Regions from separate parts of the Pan troglodytes genome. Here region 1 is linked to region 2. Evidence: chromatin contacts called from public HiChIP or PLAC-seq data. All regions are on one chromosome and are shown on one strand. The core of a region is the stretch at or near the end of the contact, and the rest is flanking DNA. Distances in the headings are between cores, read along the strand shown.

Evidence for each region. HiChIP or PLAC-seq counts read pairs in DNA pulled down with a chosen protein or histone mark.
Region 1: a contact with region 2 is called in an H3K4me3 HiChIP or PLAC-seq map of stem cell-derived excitatory neurons, with 2.5 times the contacts expected there. The contact joins the promoter of SETD2 here to the promoter of NBEAL2 in region 2. A contact is called at or near these places in 1 of 7 Hi-C or Micro-C datasets (stem cell-derived neural progenitor cells) and 1 of 1 datasets of contacts at active chromatin or transcription factors (stem cell-derived excitatory neurons).

The regions. Positions count from the first base shown.
Region 1 is chr2:51,168,617-51,175,546 of NHGRI_mPanTro3-v2.0_pri, reverse strand. SETD2 (SET domain containing 2, histone lysine methyltransferase) reads left to right here and starts at 3,044. Exons shown (of 20, transcript XM_063805652.1): 1 at 3,044-3,321. LOC129143616 (a long non-coding RNA gene) reads right to left here and starts at 2,988. Exons shown (of 4, transcript XR_010155182.1): 1 at 2,597-2,988.
Region 2 is chr2:50,986,834-50,993,959 of NHGRI_mPanTro3-v2.0_pri, reverse strand. It overlaps NBEAL2 (neurobeachin like 2), which reads right to left and starts at 5,610. Exons shown (of 54, transcript XM_003309774.6): 1 at 5,367-5,610. The coding sequence starts at 5,417. It overlaps CCDC12 (coiled-coil domain containing 12), which reads left to right and starts at 3,245. Exons shown (of 9, transcript XM_063806766.1): 1 at 3,245-3,340.

The sequences.
Region 1 (6,930 bases), core at 1,795-4,294, 180 kb before region 2:
ATATATATTTTTTGAGATGAGTTTCGCTCTTGTTGCCCAGGCTGGTGTGGAATGGCATGATCTCGGCTCACTGCAACCTCTGCCTCCCAGGTTCAAGTGATTCTCCTGCCTCAGCCTCCTTAGTAGCTGGTATTAGACATGTGCCACCACGCCGGGCTAATTTTTGTATTTTTAGTAGAGACCGGGTTTCTTCACGCTGGTTAGGCTGGTCTTGAACTCCCAGCCTCAGGTGACCCACCTGCCTCGGCCTCCCAAAGTAATGGGATTACAGGCGTGAGCCACCACACCCAGCTGAAATTATAAAGGCTTTTACGATTTTAGCACTCTGGGAGTGAATGCCTCAAATATTTCATGCTAGGGCTTTTTAGACATTTTTCCTTTAAACATGTGCAGAAAGTAGGGGATGGTCAGTATTTAATAACACGAAAAACCGAATTATTCCACAGCTTTGATCAGGAGGCCAGGCCCAAGTATGTGCTCCAAGCATGCATTCTCTTTGACTTAAAAATATGAGTCCAAAGAACTCTGAGTGCAGTTATAGATGAAGGCACTGCCTGTAAAAACCCAGTTCATTTGTTTCTGTTTGGGGCTTAGAATTCTCACTGATTCCCATGGCTTGACAAGCTTATTGCATTGGGTTCTGACCAAACCAATGCTATCATGAGACCAGGCATTCCAGTGCCCAGCTGTAACTCCTGCAAGAGAATTGCTTACTTTCTTATTAAGGAAATAGGAAACCTGCACCTGACTGCTTTTTTCTCATTCACCTCAGCTTAGGTCCTTACCACCTCACATTGTTTCAACCACCTCCACCTAAAATTGTCCTTTCCTGCCTGTCCAAGGTCAAGTGACTCCCAATTGCCTATGTGGCATCTAAGGCACAGGGCCTCAATCTATTCTTTCAAAGCCCAAAAGATAACACTTACTGGGCACTTACTCAATGAAAGGCACTGTGCAAGCATGTTCACAACATTCTCTGCACAGTGGCTAATACCCCATTTACAGGTGAGGCACGGGAAGCATAAGAAGCAAGCATCCCAATGTCACAGGGCTAGAAAGTGCCTGGTACACAATGCCAGGTAGAGCTAGCTCTTAAACTCTGCACTATCATGGCTGAAGAATGCTGACGTTTACTGAAAGTTTAAGCCTTTAACAAATAGCTCATTTAATCCTCACAATAATGAGAAGACCTGTCGGCAGCAATATTCTCATTTTATAATGAGAAAAACCACAGGGAAATTAGTAATAATCACGGTGTGTTAAAAAAATGGCCTTGGGAGATTCGAACCTAGGGAGTCAGATGGACCCTGGACCTCCATGCTAACCCTAAAGGTACCAGGAAAAAAAAAAACAAAAGCCAAAATAATCCCTAAGTGAAAAACAATGATTATAAAACACTAATAGACACTGTAGCCTACATACATATAAAGGCTATTTTAAAAAGTTAACCACTGAAGGATGTTTATTCTCTCGTATCATATTTCAGTTTTTTTTTGTTGTTGTTGTTTTATTTTTTTGAGACGGAGTCTCGCTATATCGCCCAGGCTGGAGTGCAATGGTGCGATCTGGGCTCACTACAACCTCCGCCTCCTGGGTTCAAGCGATTCTCCTGCCTCAGCCTCCCGAGTAGCTGGGATTACAGGCGCACCACCACGCCCAGCTAATTTACTTTTTATTTTCATTCATTTATTTATTTTTTTGAGATGGAGTCTTGCTCTGTCGCCAGGCTGGAGTGCAGTGGCACAATCTGGGCTTACTGCAACCTCCGCCTCCTGGGTTCAAGCGATTCCCCTGCTTCAGCCTCCCGCGTACCTGGAATTACAGCCGTGCGCCACCACGCCCGGCTAAATTTTGTATTTTTAGTAGAGATGGGGTTTCGCCATGTTGGCCAGTGTGGTCTGGAACTCTTGACCTTAGTTACTCCGCCCGCCTCGGCCTCCTAAAGTGCTGGGATTACAGGCGTGAACCACCGCGCCTGGCCCACTTTCAGTTTTTAACCACTGTTTCTCAACTGGAAGACACATCCTTTCCTTTCCGTTACCAATTGCTGGTAAAATCCGATTCAAAATTCTAGTGGAAAAACAACAGCAACAACAACACAAAAAACGCTAACCCTATGAACCCCCAATGTCAAAATGATCTATCGCCAAAAACTCTTCAGCGTCTAGAAAGTTTAGCTATTGGATTTACGCGTTCCTATCTCTCCTTCCAAAAATAACAACTCGTAGCTCTTTCAAGTTATTCTACTTAGTCTCATCTTATCATTTCTGTAGGAAAGTGATTAATACCCTTTTTTTCATGACATTGCCTCTAAGGCCCCAAGAACCACACAGGAGAGGGGAGCTGCCGCCTTGGAGACTTCGGGTGGGGGCAGAACGCCGCGCCGAGGTGGAGGTAGGAGCCCCGAGGGCACAGCGGGCAGGAGGGCGGAGGAGGCTGGCGGGAGCTCGGCCTCCGAGCAATCCCCCGCCTCGCTGGGCTTCCATGCTTGCTAAAGGGTCGAGATGAACGGGCAAGGGAGAGAGAGGGCGAGGAAAAATAAAAAAGAGAGGGGCGAGTGGGACGAGGGGCCCGGGAGCAGCCGCGGCCGCGTTACCTCGGAGCCCAGAGGCCTGGGGGAGGGGCCCTCGGCGCTGCCGCGGACTCCGGGGCTCCCGGCGGGCAGGTCCTGCAGGGCCGCGGAGCGAGAAGGCTGATGTCTCGTGTGTCTCGGGGAGTTCTCCCGACGTCGCCTGCTGTTTGTCAGTCGTCAGCTGTGACACGGTAGCGGGCCGGGTCACGCTGCCCCCGGCCGCCAGGCGGGTTGCGGGAGGGGTCGCGGTGCCGCCTCTCCAGGTCCGGTCTGGCCCACATCACTGGGGCCGGGGGTTTATTGTTCCGGAGAGCCACAGGCACGGTCGGCCTGGACCCGCCGGGCAGTGTTCCGCTCCGCCCGTCCCGGCCTGGGGTCAAGCCAACAGCTGCAGGCACGCCGACTGGCGGCAGATCGGTGGCCCGTGTGTGTCTCTTTAAGGGGCCGGGCCTGCGAAGCTGAGGGGCGGGTGGGGTGTGCGTCGCTCCCGGTGTGAGGGTGAGAGGGAGAGAGCGGCTGGCGGGCGTCCGAGGGAGGGAGGGAGCGACGAGCGAGGTAGCGACGCGGGCCGCCCCTGCCGCCGCCGCCGCGGTCGGACCTGCGGCCTCCTCCCCTCCCCTCCCCCGCGTCGCCCTGCTGCGGGGAGGGGGCTCGCGTCGCCGTCTCCAGCCGCTCCCGATGAAGCAGCTGCAGCCGCAGCCGCCTCCGAAGATGGGGGATTTCTACGACCCGGAGCACCCGACCCCTGAGTAAGTATCAGCTCCGCGGTCCCCCGCTGCTGTCGGCCGCCTTATCCCCAGCCGAGGGCGGCGCGTCCTGACGGGTGGCGGCGCGGGCCGGCGCGAGGAGTAACGGGCCCACGGTGGCCTCGCGCGGTCGGTGTCGGGAGCAGGCCCGCGCCGCCACTTCGAGCCGCTTGGCCGGGGCCGCAGCAGGCCCGCGGTTGGGCCCAGCGTTGGCGCCGCTGCTCGTGTCGCGGCGGCGGTTGGGCCGGGCCGGTGGGGGAGGGGCGGCCACGGTCCCTACGGTTACCGCCGTGTCCGCACCGACCCGGCCATCCCGGGGCTCGGCGGTCCTCGCGGGCTCCTCGCGGCTCGTCCGGGCCCCGCTGCTAGCCAAAGGGCAGAGTCGGAGGAGCTGCCGGTGCCGGGCCCGGCAAGAGGGCGCCGGTGAGGGTAGGCCGCGAATCCCCGGGCTCGGGTGGAAGCTCGACCCGTCGCCCGACCTCCCCGCGACGGCGGCGCCTCGGACCGGAAGGGCCTAGCGCGGGTTGCCTGGCCCCCGGGCCGTGGAGGGGCCCGCGCTGCACTCCTGAGTTTGATTTTTTCCTCCTGGGAACTCGATCCTGGCCTTGCAGTGCTTCCGGCTTCACATTGTGCACCTTTGGCACTTGGGTTTTGTAATGGCGAGGTTTGTGTGGTCCCGTTGTTGAGGTGACACCGGGTTTGTTTTTCCGCTTGAAAATGAAAGCCTCCTGAGGGACATACATTTTCTTGCAGGTTGTGAGATTTTCACACTTTCGGACACAATTTTCTTGGTAACAGGAATCTCTTACCCTAACCGGATGACTTTCTATTTCTTGTGAAGACTTGGTTAAAAACCAAGAATCGTTTGAGGATTCTCTAAAGAAGACAATGTTGTGGAAAACCGAGACACAGTTTTGCCCAATAGTAATTTTTCAGTCTAGGACACCTTTACATTTCTCTTGAGGTCTGAATCTGCTGCTGTATCTGCTACCTCAGAAAGCCTGGAGTCACTTCTTTCCCTGAACCCTCACGAGATCATTGTTTTGAAAAGCCGTTCTTAAACACCGTTTGCTGGTGTTAGACCTAGGAATATACTATTGATTTAAAACTTATCGGTTGATAGGGGTTTCACATGAAACTGTCAAACTTTTATGACCAGGATGATTCCAAGAGCTTTGCTGTTTTGACACATTTTACCTTAGGTTTGCTCTGGCTCGTTTTTGAATCCCTTGCCACATCTTCTCACATTGGTCCAGAAATGTCTGGATCTTAATTGATAGTTTTGATTGCAACACAAACGGATTCTGTTGAGGTGTTGGTCATTTCTGCACAACAAGATAAATCATTATTTTGCTTTTCTAAAAACCCAACTCTTACTTGCAATAGTAAGTTAACATGGCTTTTTCCTTTCATGGGTTCTTGGCCATTGGTTAACATTACCTTAATTAGATTGGTCTTTTTGTTTTGCTACTGGCAGGGTCAGTTAGGTAAGTTTGTTTTGATTTACTGCACAATCAGTCCAATTACAAAGCTCATGTTATAGGTTTTTAGTTTGAAAAACCTCAAAAAAAATTTTATATTACGATTCAATAAATGTTTATATAGCACTTGCTCTGTACAAAGTAACATGCTAACCCCTGAATAGGCTAAGTGCCTGCTTTCACTTCCTTTTACCAGGTTGTTTGGTGAAGTCCGGAAGCTTTAAGGATCACATCCTTACACTTCTTGGGGAAAAACAATTTTTCATAATATGTGGGAAAATGGACTCAGAAGTGCATCTTTGGTAGACCTGAGTGGGGAAGGAATCAAGAATGTTTTATGGTTTTACATGTTTTGGAGTTTTAATTTTTATTGCTTTAATGTAGTAGAAGTCCACTGCTTTGGATTTCTAACAGTGATTATATATTTTTAAATTCTCGTGTATTTTTTCCTTTTTTTTTTTTTTAGAGGCAGGGTCCCACTCTGTCACACAGGCTGGAGTGCAGTGGTGTCATCATGGCTCATTGCATCCTTGAACCTCTGGGCTTAAGCAGTCCTCCTGCCTCAGCCTCCTGGGTTGGGACTATAGGCATGTGTCACCACACCCAGCTAATTAAAAAAAAAAATTACGTTACTCAGACTGGTTTTGAATCCCTGGCCTCAAGTGAGCCTCCTGCCTTGGCCTCCCAAAGTGCTGGGATTGCAGGCATGAGCCATTGTGCCAGGCCTCTTCTTGTGTATTAACCTGTATGGAGTAAAGAATTGTAACATGTTTTTTGTTGTTGTTGTTTTGTTTTTCCTTTTTTTCATAATACTATAAAGACTGGAGGGGATCGTGGTAGGTATCCTGAGCAATATCACCTGTTTGGCATATGAAGAAAATGAAGGCTAGAGAAGTGAAGTGACAGCAAACTCTTGAGATAGTAAGCTAGTTAGTGTTTATAATGCTAGAGAGAGGAGAGAGAAAGGCAGTATAGGGTTTAAAAAACCTGGATTTCAGAGTCAGACCTGAATCTGAACACTATTTTAACCTTGGACGATGACTTCATCTCTCTGAACTTGGGTTTTCTCATCTTTTATATAGGTATTATAATGGTTAACAACTTACTGGGGCTTTTTGGGAGGATTGAATGAGATAATGCATGAAGAGCACTTGGCGCAGAATGTGGCACGTGTAAGTGCTTCTAGTTGGGGTCATCAGGGAAAAGTTAAAAGGTAGGATTTAAGTTGAGGATGAAAAGACTAGGTGGGCAACATGGCTCAGGGGAGGAATGACCAAGTGCCCTTTTTAGACTTTGGATGGTTTGAAATGGTACTTAGACATATGAAGAAATTGAGGCAAAAATGTAAATTCAGTTTGACTGAAGTAACACTTAGCGTCTGATGTTCTGGGTTTGTCTTGTACCCATGCTTTTAATCAGACACAGCTGCAAGATGTCTTTTTTTTTCAGCAGCATAGAGGACATTGTGTTTCAGGTGAAAATGGCCGTAATCACTTGAGTATCTGTGCAGTGGGTGTCCATTATGGGGCAGGCCCAGGGACAGGTGTTGAGGACACGGCAAAGTAGATCCAGTTAGTCTTTAAGGAACTCTTTTAATGAAGGAGATAGGCAAGTACTTTACAGTGATAGAGGTGCAGGTCTTTGAACATATGCATGTCTGTTGTATGCCAAACATAGGCACACTAGGGGTAATTGGTGTACAAAACAAAATTTTGCCCTTGTGGAGTTTACATCCTAATAGGGGTGATAATAAATGATATAGAATGTTCTGGCCAAGTGGGGTGGCTTTCATCGGTAATCCCAGCACTTTTGGAGGCCGAGGTGGGTGGATCACCTGAGGTCAGAAGTTGGAGACCAGCCTGGCCAAGATGGTGAAACCTCGTCTCTACTAAAAATACCAAAAAAAAAAAAAAAAAAAAAATTAGTCTGGTGTGGTGGCAGGCGCCTGTAATCCCAGCTACTCGGGAGGCTGAGGCAGGAGAATTGCTTGAACCTGGAGGCGGAGGTTGCCGTGAGCTGAGATTGTGCCACTGCACTCCAGCCTGGGGGACAGAAGGAGATTCCATCTCGAAAAAAAAAATAATAAAATTAAATAAATAATGTAGAGTGTTCAAAGGTAAGTGCTTTGGAA
Region 2 (7,126 bases), core at 4,361-6,860:
TCAGTCACATGCCCTATCACAAGCTCACATCTGAGGCCCTGTCGGGTGGTGCCCACCTCACCTGCAGCCTCCATACCCCAAACCCGCTGGATGCCTGGGCCCAAGGGCGTGAATCACTGTCTCTACCCCCACAGGTCTGCCTGTGCTTTGCTCTTGTTTGCTCTGCTGGAATGCCCCCATCAGGGGCATCAGCACCTTTTGTAAGACCCATTCCTGTCTGGTGCCTCTCACCAACCGAATCAGGTGAGGGCATGGGTTCCGGAGTCCAGTCCCCGTTCTAACTCTCAGTAGCTTGTTACTTAACATTAACCTCTTTAAAACCATCCCTTTGCTTCTTGGGTAAAAGTTCTCCAGCCACACCTACCCAACTCGAGGTCAGGGTAAGGTGAGTGGAATTCCAGATCCAGGGGCTCTGGCCTGCCCGAGCTCCCTGAATTCCAGGCAACAACCCCCAGCCCCCTCTGTGAGTGACAGTAAGAGGCATTAATGGACCCCAGGGAAGAGCTAGGAGCAGGAAGGGAGAGAAGAGCACAGCTCAAGGGTGGGTGACTCCTCTCAGTCAGAGCTGCCTGGGAGGTAGTGAGCACTCCATCTTCAGGGACAGACAAGCAGAAGTGGGACAGGGTGGTGTCTATGTGGAATAGCCTATCCCAGGCCTAGGGGGTCCCCCCATTCAGTATCAGGACGGGGAGGACAATGTCAAGCTAAACGTGACTTCTGGCTACATCACCAGGACTGGAGGTCAGGCTTGGAGGATGTTAGGCCATGGGATGAAGCAGGAAGAGGGGACTTTGCTGGGGCAGGGCAACTGAGGATAGTGGTTTGAGTGCCTGGGTGGCTGGGCCAGTCTCTCCCACTTACCTGGAGAGGGGGTGCTGAAAGGGTGGACCTTCTGATCTCCATGACACCCACCCTGCCCCAGGGCCTGACCATCCCCTTGTACTATTGTTTTTTTTGTTTTCTTTTGAGACGGAGTCTCGCTCTGTCGCCGCCCAGGCTGGAGTGCAGTGGCGCGATCTCAACTCACTGCAAGCTCCGCCTCCCAGGTTCACACCATTCTCCTGCCTCAGCCTCCTGAGTAGCTGGGACTACAGGCACTCACCATCACGCCTGGCTAATTTTTTGTATTTTTTTTTTTTTTTAGTAGAGATGGGGTTTCACTGTGTTAGCCAGGATGGTCTTGATCTCCTGACCTCGTGATCTGCCCGCCTCAGCCTCCCAAAGTGCTGGGATTACAGGCGTGAAACACCGCGCCTGGCCACTATTTTTTTTTAAGCAAGGAAAGCATAGATTTATTGAAATGAAAGTACACTCCACAGAATGGAAGTAGGTTCAAGCAAGCGGCTCAAGAGCTGACCAATCCCTTTTACTATCACTAAGGAAAATGGGAATTTCCTTCTAGGGTCCCCATAGACCCCATGGTAACTGACCCTGTTTCTACGGGGACCCCACACTTCCCCATCAGCTCCCCAGTTGTCATAACAACTCCAGGAATCACCAGTGCCCACCCAAGCCTGGGCTGTGTGCTCATCTCCCTATCACTACAGGCCCTTCTCCTTCAGGTGCCTTGGTAATAGAGGCAGGGGACCAAGTACCAAGGAAGTGACTCCACCTTCCCTTTACCCATTTCAGGAAGGTAAACTGAAGCCCAAAAAGGATATGACCAGATAAAGCCAGGTGCGGTGGCTCACGCTTGTAATCCCAGCACTTTGGGAGGCTGAGGCGGGCAGATCACAAGGTCAGGAGTTTGAGAGCAGCCTAGCCAACATAGTGAAACCCCGTCTCTACTAAAAATACAAAAATTAGCCGGGTGTGGTGGCACACGCCTGTAGTCTGAGCTACTTGGGAGGCTGAGGTAGGAGAACCGCTTGAACCCGGGAGGCAGAGGTTGCAGTGAACTGAGACCATGCCATTGCACTCCAGCCTGGGTGACAGAGTGAGACTCCGTCTAAAAAAAAAAAAAAAAAAAAAGGAATATGACCAGGTAAAGTACCGGGGGAGTGGAGGGCCTGACCAGGTTTCTGAGAGGCAGTAGAGATCATCAGTTAGGGAGAGGGAAGTGTAGGCAGGACGAGGTTGCCTCCAGCCTGACCTAACCTCCCTGAACCCTTCTGAGGCCTTAGTGGCATAGCTGGACAGGTCAGCTTCTGCTCCCTCCTGTCACCTGAGGGTTTGTTCTGCCCTGAACTTTGTGACCCTGAGTGCCCTTCCACATTCAGTGCCCCCTCACTCTGTGACCCCATTCACTGGAGGGGTTGCTGAACATCACTGCTGCTCCGGCCTGAACAGGGGCCACTCATCTGCATGCTATGTGGCATTAACTTTTATGGGCTGCCCAACCGCCAGCCTGTCAGGTGCTGTCCCCAGTCCCCCAAGACTCTCCTGCCCTTCCTATGCCTTCCCTGGGGGAGCTCTGGTGGGCTCTGAGTCCTCTAGATGAGCCCCCACCTGTCCACCAGGCCTGCTTGACTAGCTCTGCCCTGCCCCAACTCCTGACAATTTGCTTCTTGTCCCACTGCTCCTGCTGTTTCTTCCTCTCAGCCCTCAAAGCCCAAACTCAGCCTCCTCTGGGGTGACTTCCTGACTGGTCACTGCCATGGGACCCACCTCCTCTATCCAGTCATTCAGCTAATACCCAAGGAGCACCTACTGCATGTGAGGTCTGACAATCGTAGTAGGACCCTGCCTTGGTTTCCCCACCAGGGCCCTAAGGAGCTCCAACTGAGTGAAGTCCTGGGATGCTCTGACCCTTCCTTCTTCCCTCAGCAGCCACCCACAGCCCCCTCCCTCACTATGAGGCCCCCAGTTGAGCCGGGCCCACAGGGGGAGGGGGTGGGTGGGTCTAAACCTGGGGTCTTTAAGGAAGAGGAAGGGCAGGAAGGAGTTACTCCCCCCTCTCCATCCCCACCCAGACCCACAACTGGGGAAACAGGTTTGCCAGCTGATGTCAGCTCTCACTGCTGAAGGGAGGGGTGCAGGTGTTGCTGGCTGGGTGGCTGGCCAACTAAAGGGTCTCTAAACACCCACTTTCAGCTCTGCCCCTTACCTTGCACTCCCCCTCCCCAAGCACACACACAATAGGTCCGTAACAGGACTCAAAGTTGCATAGCCTACTCCTCCCTGGATTGGGGGTTCCAGGATCAGGGGCAGGAGCAGGCGGGCAGGAAGGCGAGCTGGGAGGCTGGCCCTAGCTTCCTCTTCCCAGGCAGCCTGGCCCCGCCTGGCTCCTGGGTTTGCTGTTACATCCTGGATTTGTTTGCCTGGCCCCAGGCTGCCCACTGTCTGCTCAGGCTTCCAAAGCTACAACCTGCCAGCCTATGCTCCATACCTGCCCTGCGAGGTGAGGAGCTCCGGGAGGGGGAGGCTCAGCACAGATATGAGCCATAACCACCTCCTGAGGGGATGGGGGGTGGCCATGTACAGAGCTCAGCTAGATGGGGCATCAGGAGGCAACCATGCTGGAGTTACTGTCCTGGGAGATACCAAGACACTCCCAGCAGCCTGCCACCCAGGCTGAAGACCTATCATTAACATCCCTCACACTCATCAGCTGGTTTAAGCCCCCTTTACCTGCCCATGCACCTAGAGCCTGCCCATAGCTATGGGGCAGTCCGAGGAAGGAGGACTAGGGGTAGGCTTCTCTTCAAACCCTCTGCTCCTTCACAACCACTGGGGATGCAGGCAGAGAAGCTGGGGCGAGGGGACCCAAGGGGGCCAGGAAAACAGGAGCCTTCTCTGGTCTGGACCAGCTATAATGGCTACCTCTCCGCAGAGTCCAGGAAGTCCCTGAGGTCAGGGCTGTGTCAGTTTTTTTTTATTTTATTTTTTTGAGACGGAGTATCACTCTGTCACCAGGCTGGAGTGCAGTGGCGCGATCTCGGCTCACTGCAACCTCTGCCTCCCTGGTTCAAGCGATTCTCCTGCCTCAGCCTCCCGAGTAGCTGGGATTACAGGCACACCCCACCACGCCCGGCTAATTTTTGTATTTTAGTAGAGATGGGGTTTCACCATGTTGGCCAGGATGGTCTCGATCTCCTGACCTTGTGATCTGCCCGCCTCGGCCTCCCAAAGTGCTGGGATTACAGGTGTGAGCCACCGTGCCCGGCCAGGGCTGTGTCAGTTTTACAGGCAGGAAGCAGAGGCTCAGAAGTCGAGTTCGATCTGAGTTATACCAAAGAGGGACTCTACTCCATGCCTGGCCTCCTGCTGGGGCCTGGACCTCTCACAACCTGAGCGGACTGAAGAGGCTGTGGTCCTTCTGGCCTGGACTCCAGGTCCGTGGAAGACAGTGGGCCAGCCTCCTTATGGAGGGCCAGCGTGTCTGAGCATGAATTCCCCCCACTGACAAACTGTTCAGGGCACACAATGGTCCATTGTGCCCAGGGCACACCTGAGCCAGGAGCATGATGCCAGGCAGGTGCAGGGAGGGAGGTGCTGGGTGAAAGGGAGGGGAGTGTTACCCTGGGATCCCTCCCTGCTGTGGGTACAGAAGGAAAATGGGGGACTATGTGTGTGAGACGGTGTGAGTGATACCAGGTTCTCAGCTGATGGGACACCCACGTCTGAGTCACTCCCCTCACCTTCTGACTCCACCTGAAGTATTTTCTGAGATGGGTGGGGAGCTCAGGAGGAACGGGCCTCCCTCCAACCTTTTCAGACATCCCTCAGGGCCTCAAGGACCCACCCTCACCCTGGGCATCCAGAGGAAAACCTTTTCTTCTGCTCCTAGAGAGGTCCTGGGTCTACCCCTCAGAATGGGGGTGGGGTGGGGTGGGTCATTTCAAGTCAGGGAAGAGCTTATCACAGCCTGTTCGCTGGGGTGTGGGGGGATGCAACTCAAGAAGGACCTGAAGTGGGAGCATTCCCCTTCCACACACCTCCCTACCTTGGCCCACACCCCCAGACCCGTTGGCCACGACCACCCAATCAGGCCGCGCCCAAGGGAGAGGCAGCTCATAGACAAATTGAGTCCCCCTCCCCCTAGCCTCCTGGCCAGTCTCCAGGTCTCTCCAGGTCTCAGTTTCCCCGTTTGTAAAAAGGCCAAGTGTCCGGCCGCCTCGGCCCAGGCCACTCTCCTCTAGCAAGAAAGACTCAGGCTGCACGGTCCTGCTCGCGGGGGTGGGTTGCTATGAAGTGCACGACCGCGAGCTCTGTCCCCAAGGCATAAGTGCCAGAGGCACCCGGCGGGCTGGGGGCACACACGTGTGTGCGGAGCCGGAGCATGCCCTGCGCGCGCGCGCGCGGCTACGCGGCCCCAGCGGCGCGGGGCGCAGGTGCAGCAGGCGCAGGGCGCGCGAAGCTGGGGGCACCGCGGCTGCGGGTGCGGGTGCGGGTGCGGGTGCGGGCGCGGGGCGGGGCGGGCTCACCTGCGCGTAGTAGAGCAGCCACAACTCGTACAGCCGCTCCGAGGCGGCCATGGCCCGGCCCGGCTCCGGCCCTGCTGCGCGCCACCTGTCGCCGCCTCCTCCGCGCCGCCCGCCGGTTGCCCTCGGCCAGGCCCATGGGCGGAGGGCGTCACTCCGGGGCGGAGCGGCGCGGTACTACTGGGGAAGTCTGCGGCTGTGGCCTCCGCGGCGCAGAGCCACCCAAGTCTGCTCGCTCCTCCTCCTCCTCACTGCCGGCCGCCGCCCGGCTTCCTGCACTTCGCTGCAGTCACCGCCGCCCCGCCTCTCCTGGGACCATGTAAAGGGCGGAGAGCCTGGCAGGAGGAGGGGCCTATGGGCCGGGCGGCCCGGGAGGGTGCCCCGCCGCCCTGCCCCACCAGTGCCATTGGAAGGGCCAGCCTGAGCCTCCGGGACGAGGGTCGGGGTGAGGAATTCCAGACTTCCCCAGTGTCTGAATCCGCCCAGGACGCTGATCGCCTGACTGCATTTGCCGCCATTCAGGGAAGGGGCGGCGGGCCGCGTGGAGGTGGCGAGGGTCCTTCAACAATAATCACCACCACCACCATGACGACCCCTTGTAGCGCTTATCAAATGCCAGGTGCTACTCTGTCGCTTTATGGGAAGACCGAAACGCAACTTTTGAGCTCTAGCTGTTTGTGGAGTGTGATGGCGGGAAGTTAGAGAGTAGCAGGACTAGCCTGAAATACCTTCGGGGCCGCGGTGCCCTCCCAGATCCCAGAGAGGCTTAGACCGTTCCCACGGGTCCCCCTCCCTCCTCCAGGAAGCCTTCCCAAACGCTCCAGTGGAGGGGCTCCCCCCATTCCCCAACTCCAGGGCCCAGAACTTGCTTCACATATGTTGTTTCTTTAACCTCAACAGGTGGGTGCCTCATGGCTCTGTTTTTTGTTTGTTTTTGAGACAGAGTCTCACTCTGTCGCCCAGGCTGGAGTGCAGTGACTCGATCTCGGCTCACTGCAACCTCCGCCTCCTGGGTTCAAGTGATTCTCCTGCCTCAGCCTCCCGAGTAGCTGGGACTACAGGCGCGTGTCACCAGGCCCAGCTAATTTTTTGTATTTTTAGTAGAGACGGGGTTCCACCGTGTTAGCCAGGATGGTCTGGATTTCCTGACTTCATGATCCACCCGCCTCGACCTCCCAAAGTGCTGGGATTATAGGCATGAGCCACCGCACCCGGCCGGCTCTGTTTTACAGATGGAGAAACTGACGCCCAAGTTGACCAAATGAGGACCACCTGGGCAGCAGGGGCAGGGACCTAGGCTTGACTGACTCTTTTTTGGGTCCCTGCCACCATCACCCCGTGCCCCCTTCCCCATCCCCTTACCTCACAGTCTGGACACGGGGAAAGGGGCACGGGGTGATGGTGGCAGGGACCCAACCCCTGGTGTTGGGCAGGGGTCAGGCTCTTTGTTGGGGCTGGGGAGAAGTTTTCTGGGCCCAGAGAGGTGCTACTGGTTCCAGGAGTTGACCAGTCTGGAGACTCCTAGACCTTGGTTGGCCAAGAGAACAGAGACCCTGTCCTGTTTTGTTCTCCCAGCTTCTTGGTTCACCTCTGGCCTTTTGTCCTGCTTCATCCATCATAGCTCTGAGCTGAGGTTTCCTGAGCACCTCCAAACTGCATGCCAGGCCTTGGCAGAGCAACCCATCCACTACAGGGAAGAAGGCTTAGACAGACCCAGGTTAGTGAGGACAAGAGGGTTAGTGAAGGGAGGGCTAGATCTGCAG